Linked DNA regions of Lactuca sativa: region 1 is linked to region 2. The links are chromatin contacts, called in public Hi-C maps. All regions are on one chromosome and are shown on one strand. The core of a region is the stretch at or near the end of the contact, and the rest is flanking DNA. Distances in the headings are between cores, read along the strand shown.

Evidence for each region. A called contact is a pair of places that touch in the nucleus more often than the background predicts.
Region 1: a Hi-C map of seed shows a contact between it and region 2, with 8 times the contacts expected there. The contact joins the promoter of LOC111914813 here to the promoter of LOC111882878 in region 2. A contact is called at or near these places in 4 of 4 Hi-C or Micro-C datasets (bud, leaf and seed).

The regions. Positions count from the first base shown.
Region 1 is chr6:177,111,663-177,117,870 of Lsat_Salinas_v11, reverse strand. It overlaps LOC111914813 (exocyst complex component SEC6), which reads left to right and starts at 3,727. Exons shown (of 25, transcript XM_023910518.3): 1 at 3,727-3,977; 2 at 4,089-4,426; 3 at 4,669-4,802; 4 at 5,026-5,153; 5 at 5,254-5,344; 6 at 5,432-5,521; 7 at 5,597-5,676; 8 at 5,768-5,887; 9 at 5,964-6,071; 10 at 6,153-6,208. The coding sequence starts at 4,674.
Region 2 is chr6:176,823,506-176,829,496 of Lsat_Salinas_v11, reverse strand. It overlaps LOC111882878, which reads left to right and starts at 3,964. Exons shown (of 9, transcript XM_023879246.3): 1 at 3,964-4,194; 2 at 4,320-4,444; 3 at 4,784-4,864; 4 at 4,966-5,054; 5 at 5,133-5,207; 6 at 5,518-5,579; 7 at 5,684-5,740; 8 at 5,818-5,991. The coding sequence starts at 4,322. It overlaps LOC111882876 (somatic embryogenesis receptor kinase 1), which reads left to right. Exons shown (of 11, transcript XM_023879245.3): 2 at 1-79; 3 at 183-254; 4 at 336-479; 5 at 562-633; 6 at 701-772; 7 at 865-977; 8 at 1,064-1,195; 9 at 1,285-1,626; 10 at 2,105-2,499; 11 at 2,586-3,071. The coding sequence ends at 2,900.

The sequences.
Region 1 (6,208 bases), core at 2,478-4,977, 290 kb before region 2:
AGGGTCATGGGTAAACCCTAATCCGTACACTTGGTTATGATCCATATTTCGTGTGGGCTAACTCTTCATGGATACTTACATAAACTTAGCATATCATGGATCAATAGCCCAAACAATATATATCACTGATTTACATAATCAGTCCCCGTTAATTTAATTAGTCTCTTTTGATCACTAAATTAATTCCAAATTAATCCTTGATTAATACTAATTAAATAACATGATTTCACATTAATATATTATACTTGTAATATATTAATAAACCACAAATAACCTCTTCTCAAAAGTTCATCCTATCAAATTGCTCTGGTGAAGGCAACCCAAATGGACCATACTACTCTCAGGTCAAGTACATACAAATTATAGTTATGAGCTTAGACACCTAATCCAATAATAACATGTATGGTTATTTTAGGAACCACTCTCTTGTTCGGGCTCCGAATAACTGTACACACTACATCTCCCTGTAAAACAAGGCTAAGTCAAAGGTCCACGTTCTCGATCCTAAGCCAACAATCAAACAAGAACAAGACAAGGGATCGAGCCCATGTCCATGACTCAACCCTTTTATTATAGATTTCTTTTTCAAAAATGTTTTGTGAAAATTATCCGATCCTAGTTTGAGTTTGGATTCACACAAGTGTTCCTCCAAATTCCTCAAACCAGGACTTCTATATCAACTTGTAACGTTCCATTTTCACAACAAAAATTTTTCATTTTATTAAGGTAAAATTCCACATTATATAATCTGTGTTAAGAAAACCATTTGTTCCAAATTGTATTTGTTAATATCAGAGTAATATAATATCGCGAAATCTTCATTGCTGCTGATGAATGTATACAGTCACGCCTTCGCCTTCCCACGGTAATCGATGATACCTAAAAACAATAACAATTGGGTAAACATAAAGCTTAGTGAGTTTCCCCAAAATACCGCACACAACAGAACATATACAATCATGCATACTCTGTCCACAATCATCGGACCGGATTACCCCTTAGCCCACAACATAAGTCTGGATTGCCCCTCCGGCCCATAACTTATGTATGGATTGCTCCCGAGCCCACATCACAAGTCTGGATTGCTCCCGAGCCTACAACTTATGTTTGGATTGCTCCCAGGTTTGTTGGATATCACACATAACAGTATTGCCTCAACCCAACGGCTCTTCCTAAGCCTACATGCCTACGACTCACAACCGATCCGCACCTAGTCTCTTGGCCTACAACACATGACAAGACCGCCTCAATCTCAATCGTTACAATATGTCGACATATAAACAAACAAGAGATCAAGTATGCACATAAATACAGGCAACTAACAATCATACAACTCACTACTTCCTACTAGATCCTCCACAACACACTGCTCTACTACCGACAACTATCCATGGAATGCATAACTATAAGGAAACAATGTGAGATAGCCACCCGAACAGATGATCCTACTCTAAAACCACAACCAAACAAGTAACATGTAAGAAAGCCTAGATCAAGAGTTCTCAGGCTATCCTACATGGCTACATACAACCCCTATAACATTCCACTAGGTGATAACCAGCCTATTGGTACTCTAATCAACATACCACTACCGATGCATCCTAACACACGAAGATATATATATATATATATATATATATATATATATATATATATATATATATATATATATATATATATATATAACAACCCACTACATCACAACAACATCCTATACACAAGGACACATAACCAAATCTCCAAGGAATGCATAGCCATATCTATCCAGATGTGAGACAGACACCCAAACAAATGATCATAGTCTAGAGCCACAACCAAATAAAGAACAAGCAAGAAATCCTAGATCAAGAGTTCTCAGTCTATCCTACGTGGCTAAATGTAGCCCCTAGGGTATCCCTCTACTAAATGATAACCAAAACTAGTGGGTCGACATTGGTGCCTTCGACCCACGGGTACAGTGAGGAAAACTCAACTGAAACGAAGAACTCAAAAACACTGTGACACACTTCCCTTTCTGCATTGCTTGCTCCTACGAGCCCTCTAGCAACAAAACATGAACGAATCTTAATCAACAACCCAAATCCTTCAAGTTTGACCCAAAGTCAAAATGGTCAAAAAGTCAATGGTCAACGAAAGTTAACTGTCAACTACCCCTCACAATGTGACCATCTAAATATCTAATGCTCACATCGTCAGCTACTAAAGGACAAAAATAATTGAGACCCCTTGATCCTCATGACGTAACAGACATATCCTCACGTCGTGAGATCTATCTGAATGACATTTTTGATGTATAAGCTCCTTATTCCATTAAGCTACTAATCCATCTTCTCTAAAAGGCTTATTAACGCCCGAAAGACCATAAAACCAATGCTTTAAGGTCTTGCATGTCCAATGCAAGACTTGAGCTTAGATTAGGGCATTCATGAAGAAAAAAAGGTCAAAACTCAAGTATGAGCTCAAACATCACCAAAACTTCAGATCCATCACATATAATCACCAAGGGACTCGAATGACCCATAAAGTTGCTAACTTTATGGAGTCCCCACACTCTAACTCTTATAATCATGGATAATTATGCATACAACCTTAGATCTAGCAACAATGAATCCTAAAGCTTGAATCTTGGTTACCCACAAATGGTCCAAAGAGGTTGCTAGAAGATGCAAATGAAGCTTCCAACCTGGATCTATGCTCCAGTGGTGATCTCTTCTTCTTCAAGCCACCAAAACACCACCAAAAGCTCAAGAATCACAAGGAGAAGCTAGGATTAGGGTTTTTATGTGCTCGAGGATGAAGGAGGCTGCAAATGAACCCTAAAATGAGGTTTGCGAGGTTTAAATATGAAGGAAACCCTAAAAGACCATGGGCTTGGGCTGCAGCGCATCCCATGTCGTGAGCTCAGTTAAATCAACATTTTTCATTTAATCACTTGTCACGTCGTGACTTCTCTATGGTCACGTCCTGACGCCTGGTTCCACCCAAAAACCATGCATTTGACTTCTTGAAGCCCTAAATCGATCCGTTCCGGAAACTAGGTGTTACATTTATTATGATATTAATGATATTTGTTGTGATATTAGTCACATATATATATTTTTTAAAAAAATTTAACGAATTAACAATTTATGGTCACAGATTAATCTCCGTCTAACTGATTAATCCCTTAACTTCAGTCCACTGACTAGCTAACGTTGAACGTTTTTTTACAACCTTGGTATTTATAGTCGTTGGTGGATGTCTATATGAAAGTTGTGTCTGACTCACCTTTTGTCAGTGTAGTAAGGTAAGATGGTCGTCTTTTGGGTATTCAGGGGAGGGGACATCATGCCTCCTCATTTTATTTGGGCGTTTGTCAGTGTAGTAAGGTAAGATGATCGTCTTTTAGGTATTCAGGGGGGGGGGGGGACATCACGCCTCCTCATTTTATTTGGTGCAGTTCAGGTCCCGAGGAGCTTCCTACATTATCTGTTATGTATTGAGAATATGAGTTATCGATTTAATCCAAACAATGCTCGGGACTATTCCACCGCTCTTATACGATGCTATGATTAATAAGGAATACAAAAATACTGTTATTATGTAATGATAGTTTCTATCAATCACAAAAATATAAATACTTCGCTATTATAGATTGTATATTTTATCACATCATATTCGCATCATATGTAAGATGAATATTGTTTTCTACCTTGTAAAATTGCTTGTTACAAAATTAGAAAATTGAAAACAAAAGTAAAAACGGACGAAAAGGGAGTTTAGTTGTGATCAACTCGGTCAAAACTCAACAAGAACGACAGCTATTACGTTCGCTTCTTTCAGCCGGTCTGGAACATTCGCAGACCACCGCACACGGCACACGCAGCTGAAATTTCTTCGTCGCCGGTATAACTCATCAGCCACAACCATCGTAGGAGGCGCCACCACTGTCTCAATATCACATCCTGTAGCAATTCATATTTATGCACCTCCGAAAAGTAAGTTCGTCGTTATCGGTAATCTCCAACGATTGCAATCTCTACTACAATTGTCCCCCAATTTTGAAAATAAAATCGGATTTTAAATCTCTGTAAATGTAAATTTATCAGACACTGTAGAGGGATCTGATGAACTTTAATTTTGCCGGATTCAAGAGAAAATACAGACGATTATCTTTCTTTCGTGATCCAGTTTATCGGGTACGCTAGAGATCTCTAGAATTTTCCTTTTTTTTAAGACATTAGTTTTTCGAAGGCAGCGTCTCTATCCGTTCACAAAAGCTCTGCGTTCGAACCTTGCTTCCATCTCTCTCGGCGAAACTTGTTCCTCTCACCTCGAGATCCATCAACGATTTTTGCTTCATACTCACCGTCTTTGGCGATTACTGCTTCTACGCAGACCAATTTCTGGTTCACGACAGGCGATTTTGGCATACACTCTGATTAAGGTTAGTAAAACTCATCGATTAAGCTCCATTCTTTATTTACTCGTGGATTTTGGCATCCAAATAAGAATTTTGTTTTTTTAGAATCGATTGCACTTGAATTTTCGTCTGTGTTGTACCCAAACAGTGAATCAATTCTCTTTCTCTACATATCCATTCTCTGCTGCAATTCCATTTCCCTTGTACAAAATGTGCCCTAAATTCACACAGACATGCTGAAGTGATCCATGTCTTTATCATTACAGGCAAGATGATGGTCGAAGATCTAGGAATCGAAGCTAAGGAATCTGCAGTTCGGGAGGTTGCAAAGCTCTTGCCACTTCCTGAACTTCTGCTGTCCATTTCTTCAATCAAGGCAGATTACATTGCACGCCAACAGGTTCATTTGAATGCTTTCTTCTGTAAATTTCCAATATTTATACTCATCACTTGAAGAAAGAAAGTGCATCAAACTCACCTTTTATTTTTTACTTTCAGTCAAATACAAATGTAATTTTACTGGTTGCTAAAGATTTATGCTTCAGCAAATTAGTCTTATGTTCAATTGTTATTGTGTATACTATCTCTCACATACTTTTTTCTTTTCCTTTCATTTATTTCAGGCTACTGATGCACAACTTAGCACTATGGTTGCTGAACAGGTTGAACAAGCACAAGCTGGATTAAAAGCACTTGCTTCATCTGAGAAGAATGTAAATCAACTCCGCCAAAATTTTGTTAATATTGAGAGGTACACTTAACATTTGATTCCACATGAAGTCACTTTTATAAAATTTGTATAAAATTTGGCTTCAAGACTGATTACAATTTATATTGTTTTACTTTTTCAGGCTATGTCAAGAATGCCAAACATTAATTGAGAATCATGATCAGATTAAGCTTCTTAGCAATGCACGAAATAACCTAAACACAACATTGAAGGTAAGCATCCATCCAAAACAGCTCATCATTTTGTTTCTCTTATTCTTTCTTTTCCTTTTCTTATAAATCAATAAAATTTACAATTAGGATGTAGAGGGGATGATGTCAATTTCTTCAGAAGCTGCAGCAGCACATGATTCTTTAAGTGATGATAAGGAGCTCATCAACACATATGAGGTAACACAAGGGCATAATGGTAAACAAAGTATCCAAAATTATGAATCTTGATTGTTCAAATGTGAATCTTTACAGAGATTAACATCTCTTGATGGAAAGAGGAGATTCGCATTAGCTGCTGCATCAACTCATGAAGAGGAAGTTGGAAGACTAAGGTCAGGATCAACCGATCAAAAGTTCAAAATCAAACTCCTTAATTTATAAATAGTTTTTAGGGTTTAACATTTTCTTGATATGAAAATTCAGAGAATATTTTGAAGAAGTTGATAGAACTTGGGAGACATTTGAGCAGACTTTATGGTCACATATTTCTAACTTTTTCCAACTTGCTAAAGAAAGCCCACAAACACTTGTACGTGCTTTGAGGTAAGTTTATAACTTTATATCAATCAACTTCTTTAAAAACTTTCATATTAACTTTTTTATAAATATAAACTTTTAGGGTTGTTGAAATGCAAGAGATTCTTGATGAACAAGTGGCTGAAGAAGCAGCTGAGGCTGAAGGAGGTGGTGCAATGGCATCTGTAGCAAATCCTCGTAGAGCTGGAAAGTATGTAATTAACTTTTACAATTTACACATTTTTAACCTAATCTTCAATTAGGGTTATAATTTAATCACAAAAATATGCAGAAAATCTACAGATGCATTAGCATCTTCTAGAAACCTTGCAGCTCAAAAGGCAAAAC
Region 2 (5,991 bases), core at 2,715-5,214:
AAAGTTGGGATCCGACTCTTGTAAACCCTTGCACTTGGTTTCATGTCACCTGCAACAATGATAATAGCGTCATACGAGTGTAAGTAACTGTACCTTTTATCCAAAGCCATTGAATAACGATTAACAATACATTCAATTACTACATAGATTCATGTAATCTCTTCACACCATGAAATTTTCAGTGATCTAGGAAATGCAGCTCTATCTGGCACATTGGTTCCCCAAATTGGTCTGTTAAAGAATTTGCAGTACCTGTAAGTATCATTCTCTAAAATAACACTTCTACATTTACAATTACACACTTTTGATGATTGTTTCTTGATTATTTTCTACAGGGAGTTATACAGCAATAACATAAGTGGCCCAATTCCAAATGATGTTGGAAATTTAACAAATTTAGTGAGCTTAGATCTTTACCTCAACAGTTTTTCAGGGCCAATTCCTGTCACATTGGGGAAGCTTTCAAAGTTGCGATTCCTGTATGTTGACTTACCTCATCCTTTGACTTGCATTTGACCAAAAAGAAATTAATAATTTTTTTTAATGCTTGTGTAAGGATAGCCGGCTCAACAATAACAGTTTGACCGGTCCAATCCCATTGCAGTTGACTAACATCACATCTTTGCAAGTTCTGTAAGTGTTCTTTGACTTTTTCCATTAAGTAAAAATATTCTTCTGATTTTCTAATTTATCATTTTAGGGATTTATCAAATAATCGTCTGTCAGGATCAGTTCCAGACAATGGATCTTTTTCACTATTTACACCAATCAGGTTTCTTAATAAAATAATCTTATTCTTATTTCATTTTTTTTTCCTTCAAGAATATAACTAATACAAGATTAATGTCAATTGTCAAATCTTAGTTTTGCTAACAACCTGGATCTTTGTGGCCCGGTCACCGGGCACCCCTGCCCGGGGTCACCACCATTCTCACCACCTCCACCTTTTGTGGAGCCACCACCAATTTCTCTACCAGGTGATTAGCTCAAAATATTTCTATAATCTTTTTTTTTTTATATTCAATTGTTTTGAAAGTAAGAATCCATTGTTGTGTATTTTCAGGTGGAAATAGTGCCACCGGAGCTATAGCGGGAGGGGTGGCGGCTGGGGCGGCACTGCTGTTTGCCGCCCCTGCTATTGCATTTGCATGGTGGCGACGTCGAAAGCCTCAAGAATTTTTCTTTGATGTGCCTGGTTAGTCATTAACAAAAAAAGTTTTTTTTTTTTTTTTTTTTTTTTTTTAAAGATATTGAATTAATTGAGTTGAAAACATGAGTGTACAGCTGAAGAAGATCCAGAGGTTCATTTAGGACAACTTAAAAGATTTTCTTTAAGAGAATTACAAGTGGCAACGGATAGTTTCAGCAATAAGAACATATTGGGTAGGGGCGGATTTGGAAAAGTGTACAAAGGGCGATTAGCAGACGGGTCCCTCGTTGCTGTAAAAAGATTGAAAGAGGAGAGGACGCCAGGTGGCGAGCTCCAGTTTCAAACAGAAGTTGAGATGATTAGTATGGCTGTACACCGAAATCTCCTTAGATTAAGGGGCTTTTGTATGACTCCAACTGAAAGATTACTTGTTTACCCCTACATGGCTAATGGAAGTGTCGCATCATGTTTGAGAGGTATTATTATTATTATTATTTATTTATTATTTATCATTCCTTACTTTTTCTTCTATTAAGTCATTCTTTCTGCATCAAGTGAAAAGGGAACACTTGTATATTGGCAGGTTTAGCCCTTACAATTTGTGTGTTTCATACTTTGATCACACATTATGTTTGTGTATTGGTAGGTTTAGTCCCTAGAATTTTTGACTTTCATATATTGGCATATTTGTTCCCTTAACTTTTCTATATTGCCATGTTTGGTCCTACAATTTTTTGGGTTTCATACTTTGATCACACAATCTTTTTGTATATTGGCAGGTTTGGTCCCTAAAATTTTCGGGTTTTAGACATTGACCATAAGACTTTCATATATTTGGCATATTTGATCCTTAAACTTTTGTATATTGCCATGTTTGCTCCTACACTTTATGGTTTTCAGACTTTTGCCACATGACTTTTGTATATAAATTATAACTGATTTATTTATTTGTAGAGCGGCCTCCAAACGAGCCACCCTTGGATTGGGGAACCCGAAAACGGATCGCATTAGGATCGGCCCGTGGACTTTCTTATTTGCATGATCATTGTGACCCGAAGATAATTCATCGCGATGTTAAAGCTGCAAATATTTTATTGGATGAAGAGTTTGAAGCGGTTGTTGGTGATTTTGGTTTAGCTAAATTAATGGATTATAAAGATACACATGTCACGACAGCTGTACGTGGCACAATTGGCCATATTGCCCCTGAGTATTTATCCACGGGCAAATCGTCCGAAAAAACCGATGTTTTTGGATACGGAATCATGCTTTTGGAGTTGATTACAGGTCAAAGGGCGTTTGACCTTGCTCGCCTTGCTAATGATGATGATGTCATGTTACTTGATTGGGTAAGTATTTAGTATTTAGTATTTAGTATTTACTATTCCATTCCGTTGTTGATTGTGATTCCGTTCCCGTTGTGGATTGATTTCAGGTGAAAGGGCTGTTGAAAGAGAGGAAAGTGGAAATGCTTGTGGATCCGGATTTGGAATCGAATTATGTGGATTCGGAAGTGGAGCAACTGATACAGGTGGCATTGCTGTGTACACAAGGGTCTCCAATGGAGAGGCCTAAGATGTCTGATGTGGTGAGAATGCTGGAAGGTGATGGATTGGCTGAAAGATGGGATGAATGGCAGAAAGTGGAAGTTTTAAGACAGGAAATGGATTTAGCACCACATCCTAATTCCGATTGGATTCTTGATTCCACTGAGAATTTGCATGCTGTTGAATTATCGGGTCCAAGATGAGGCGATTTCAAAGTTAGGGTTATATTATGATTATGGTGGTTAATTTTGTGCATATTTTGAGGTTGTAATTGAATTGTGGGGATTAGTATAATTTAATGGGATTATATCATAGACTGATGTAATTTTGACGATAAGGTTTTAACTAAAAATGGTGGTTCCTTTTGGAATGAATGTGTTTCTTTCATTGGACATGACGAATGTGTTTCTAACGTCTTCAGACATGTGGTTAATACTAATAGTGTTAATTAACACACTTATTGAAATGATGAAATATGTCTAAAACGACAACATTATGTCAAATAATAATTGGGATGAAATTAGTTAATGCTTATTGATTATTAACTAATTATGTAATATTTGAAATTAAAAGGCGATTAAGGCATAATTAAGACATGATATTGTTAAAATGGAAGTTCACAATGTAATAATAAATGTATGTCATTTCAACCCCAATATTTTTATTCAAAGTTTATGTTTTATTATTTTACCACAAAGTTAAAGTTATATTTTTGACATTTTTTTGAAGTTTGATAAATATGTATATATATATTTCAAAGTTAAAAGCCTAAAACTAAATTGTTTCAAAGTTGAGAAATATATTTCGGTTCCAATTTTATGCTGAACCGAACTAGAAATATAAATTTCTAAGGTATTGAACATGAAACAAAAAGACAAAGTTAAAGAATTTTAAAACCAAAACTCAAAGGGACGTATTTAGGAGCTTTTAGTTTTTAAAAAGAATATCATGTATTAGAGAAAAAAAAACTCTTTAAAAGTATGGGCATAATATTTATTTTAGAACAAAAAGCTAATAACTCAAAAACTATTTAGAATAATTTTTGGGAATTTAATACGTTTTTCAGTTTATAACTTTTACTATTTTTATGTAATTTTAAAAATGATTATAACTATTTACAACAAACAATTTTTACACAAACTTTCGGCTAAAACCTAAAAAACTACATATATATTCTAAACCAGGTTAGTTGAATCCCATGTGGTCCGATCTGAATCCTACGTTTCGATTTTATCGGTTGAAACCAAGATTTATAGACATCAAAAATTCAAAGGCGAAAAATATAAGATCAGATAAATACGGCGGTCTGATTGGCGATACGACCGCCACACTTACAAAACCCTACTCTTTTCTCTTTCTTTAACGACAAACATTATTACTTCTCTTCTCTACTATCAGCAGCTATCCACTCCTATTGCCAAATCACAATAAAACTTTTCAGAGCAGAAGCTGCTGCTTTTCAGGGTCTCATTTTTATCACTCAACAATCAATCAGCTGTACTCCTTCTTTCTTACACATCTTTTCCCAGTTTTTTTTTATGTTTATGTTTAGCTTTTCTGGGTTTATGTTGCATCGATTTGGGATGTTCATTATTATCTGGATTATTGACATGTGTGTGTAGATATGGATCGGTATCAGAGGGTAGAGAAGCCAAGGACTGATGCGCCGATTAATGAGAATGAGATTCGTATAACCACTCAGGGGAGGATGCGGAACTACATTACTTATGCCATCACTCTCGTCCAGGTCTTTATTTTCGCATCCTTTTCTTTTCTTTTTTTGTTCTTGTTCTTAATTTTGGGATGAATCTCTCATGTTATTGGAATGGGGCCTTCTTTCGTTATAATTTTTGCAATCGATAAATTGGGTTTGTTCCTGGTGGATTTCGTTTTTGAGATGCATACCATGTGTTTGATGTTTTGTCTCAGTGGGCCTGCTTCTCGATTTAAACTATCTCCATATAGAAAGTAATAGTTTAAACATAAATAAGCATAAAGTATGTCTCTTTTTCAACGCGATTAGCCCTTTCATCTGTCGATATGTCTGGAGTTTTTGTTTTACGATGAACTTGATATGATCTTACAGGAGAAAGGAGCTGATGAGATTTCTCTCAAGGCAATGGGCAGAGCTATTAACAAAACTGTTATGATAGCTGAATTAATTAAGGTAAAATTAGTTAGTGATTCATATAAAATTTTTTATTCTTTCCATACCTATATATCGTCTTTATTATTTTTTTTTCTGATTAAAAAAACTTGTTGTTTCAGAGAAGGATTGCTGGTCTCCATCAAATTACATCTATTGGTTCTGCCGATATAACAGATATGTGGGAACCACTAGAAGAAGGCCTCCTCCTGTAAGAACATTTTTTTTAAAATTTTTTTTCTTGATGTTATAATGACGTGGAAATAACTTTTTTTTTTCTTGAACTTAGTCTTGAAACTACCCGCCACGTGTCAGTGATTACGATTACCTTGTCAAGAAAAGAGCTTGACACATCATCCATCGGGTAAACTTCCCTAGACTTTCTTCTCATTTTATTTCTTTTAATAGTGATGAAAAATAATGCCATAATCAGTTAATAGGATTTTTTTTCCCATATAGATAGAGTGGCTGAATGGGTAAATAATGTTTGTCCGGATAACATAAAAGTTGTTTTTTTTAATAAGTGAATCATCGAGGTTAAATGACTATTTTACCCTTACGCTCCAACGAACATTTATCTAGAAAAAGACTACATGGAAAAAAGAAACAAGGCCTTGCATGAATTTTGGTCAACAAGGTGGTTTTTTGAAATTCCATTTTTGCCCTAACTGCAGGTATCAACAACCTATTCCAGCTGATCTAGTGAAACCATTAGTAGAATACGATCATGAAGGAGGTAAACTTTTTATTTTCATAACATATTTCATTTTGTTAAGTAAAATTTTCTACTAGAAAATTCATAAACTTTTGCATATTTAATTATTTATCATAATGCGTTAGATGGCTCACCTAACATGCGTGGAAGAGGCCGTGGTCGTGGAAGGGGTAGAGGTAGAGGTAAATAATCATATCTATAATTTTTATTTTATTTTTCTTAAAAATTTACACATTTTCTGTTCCCACATATTTTATAGAATTGTACTTTTTTGTAGGAAATTATAACAATGGAGGGATCGAGTACAATGGAGATGGTGGGTGGGAAGATGGGCAAGGATATGGTGGTGGATGGGATGACGGGCGTGGTTTTGGTGGAAGAGGGCGGGGACGAGGAAGAGGTCGTGGCGGTTACCGTGGACGTGGTGGTGGTG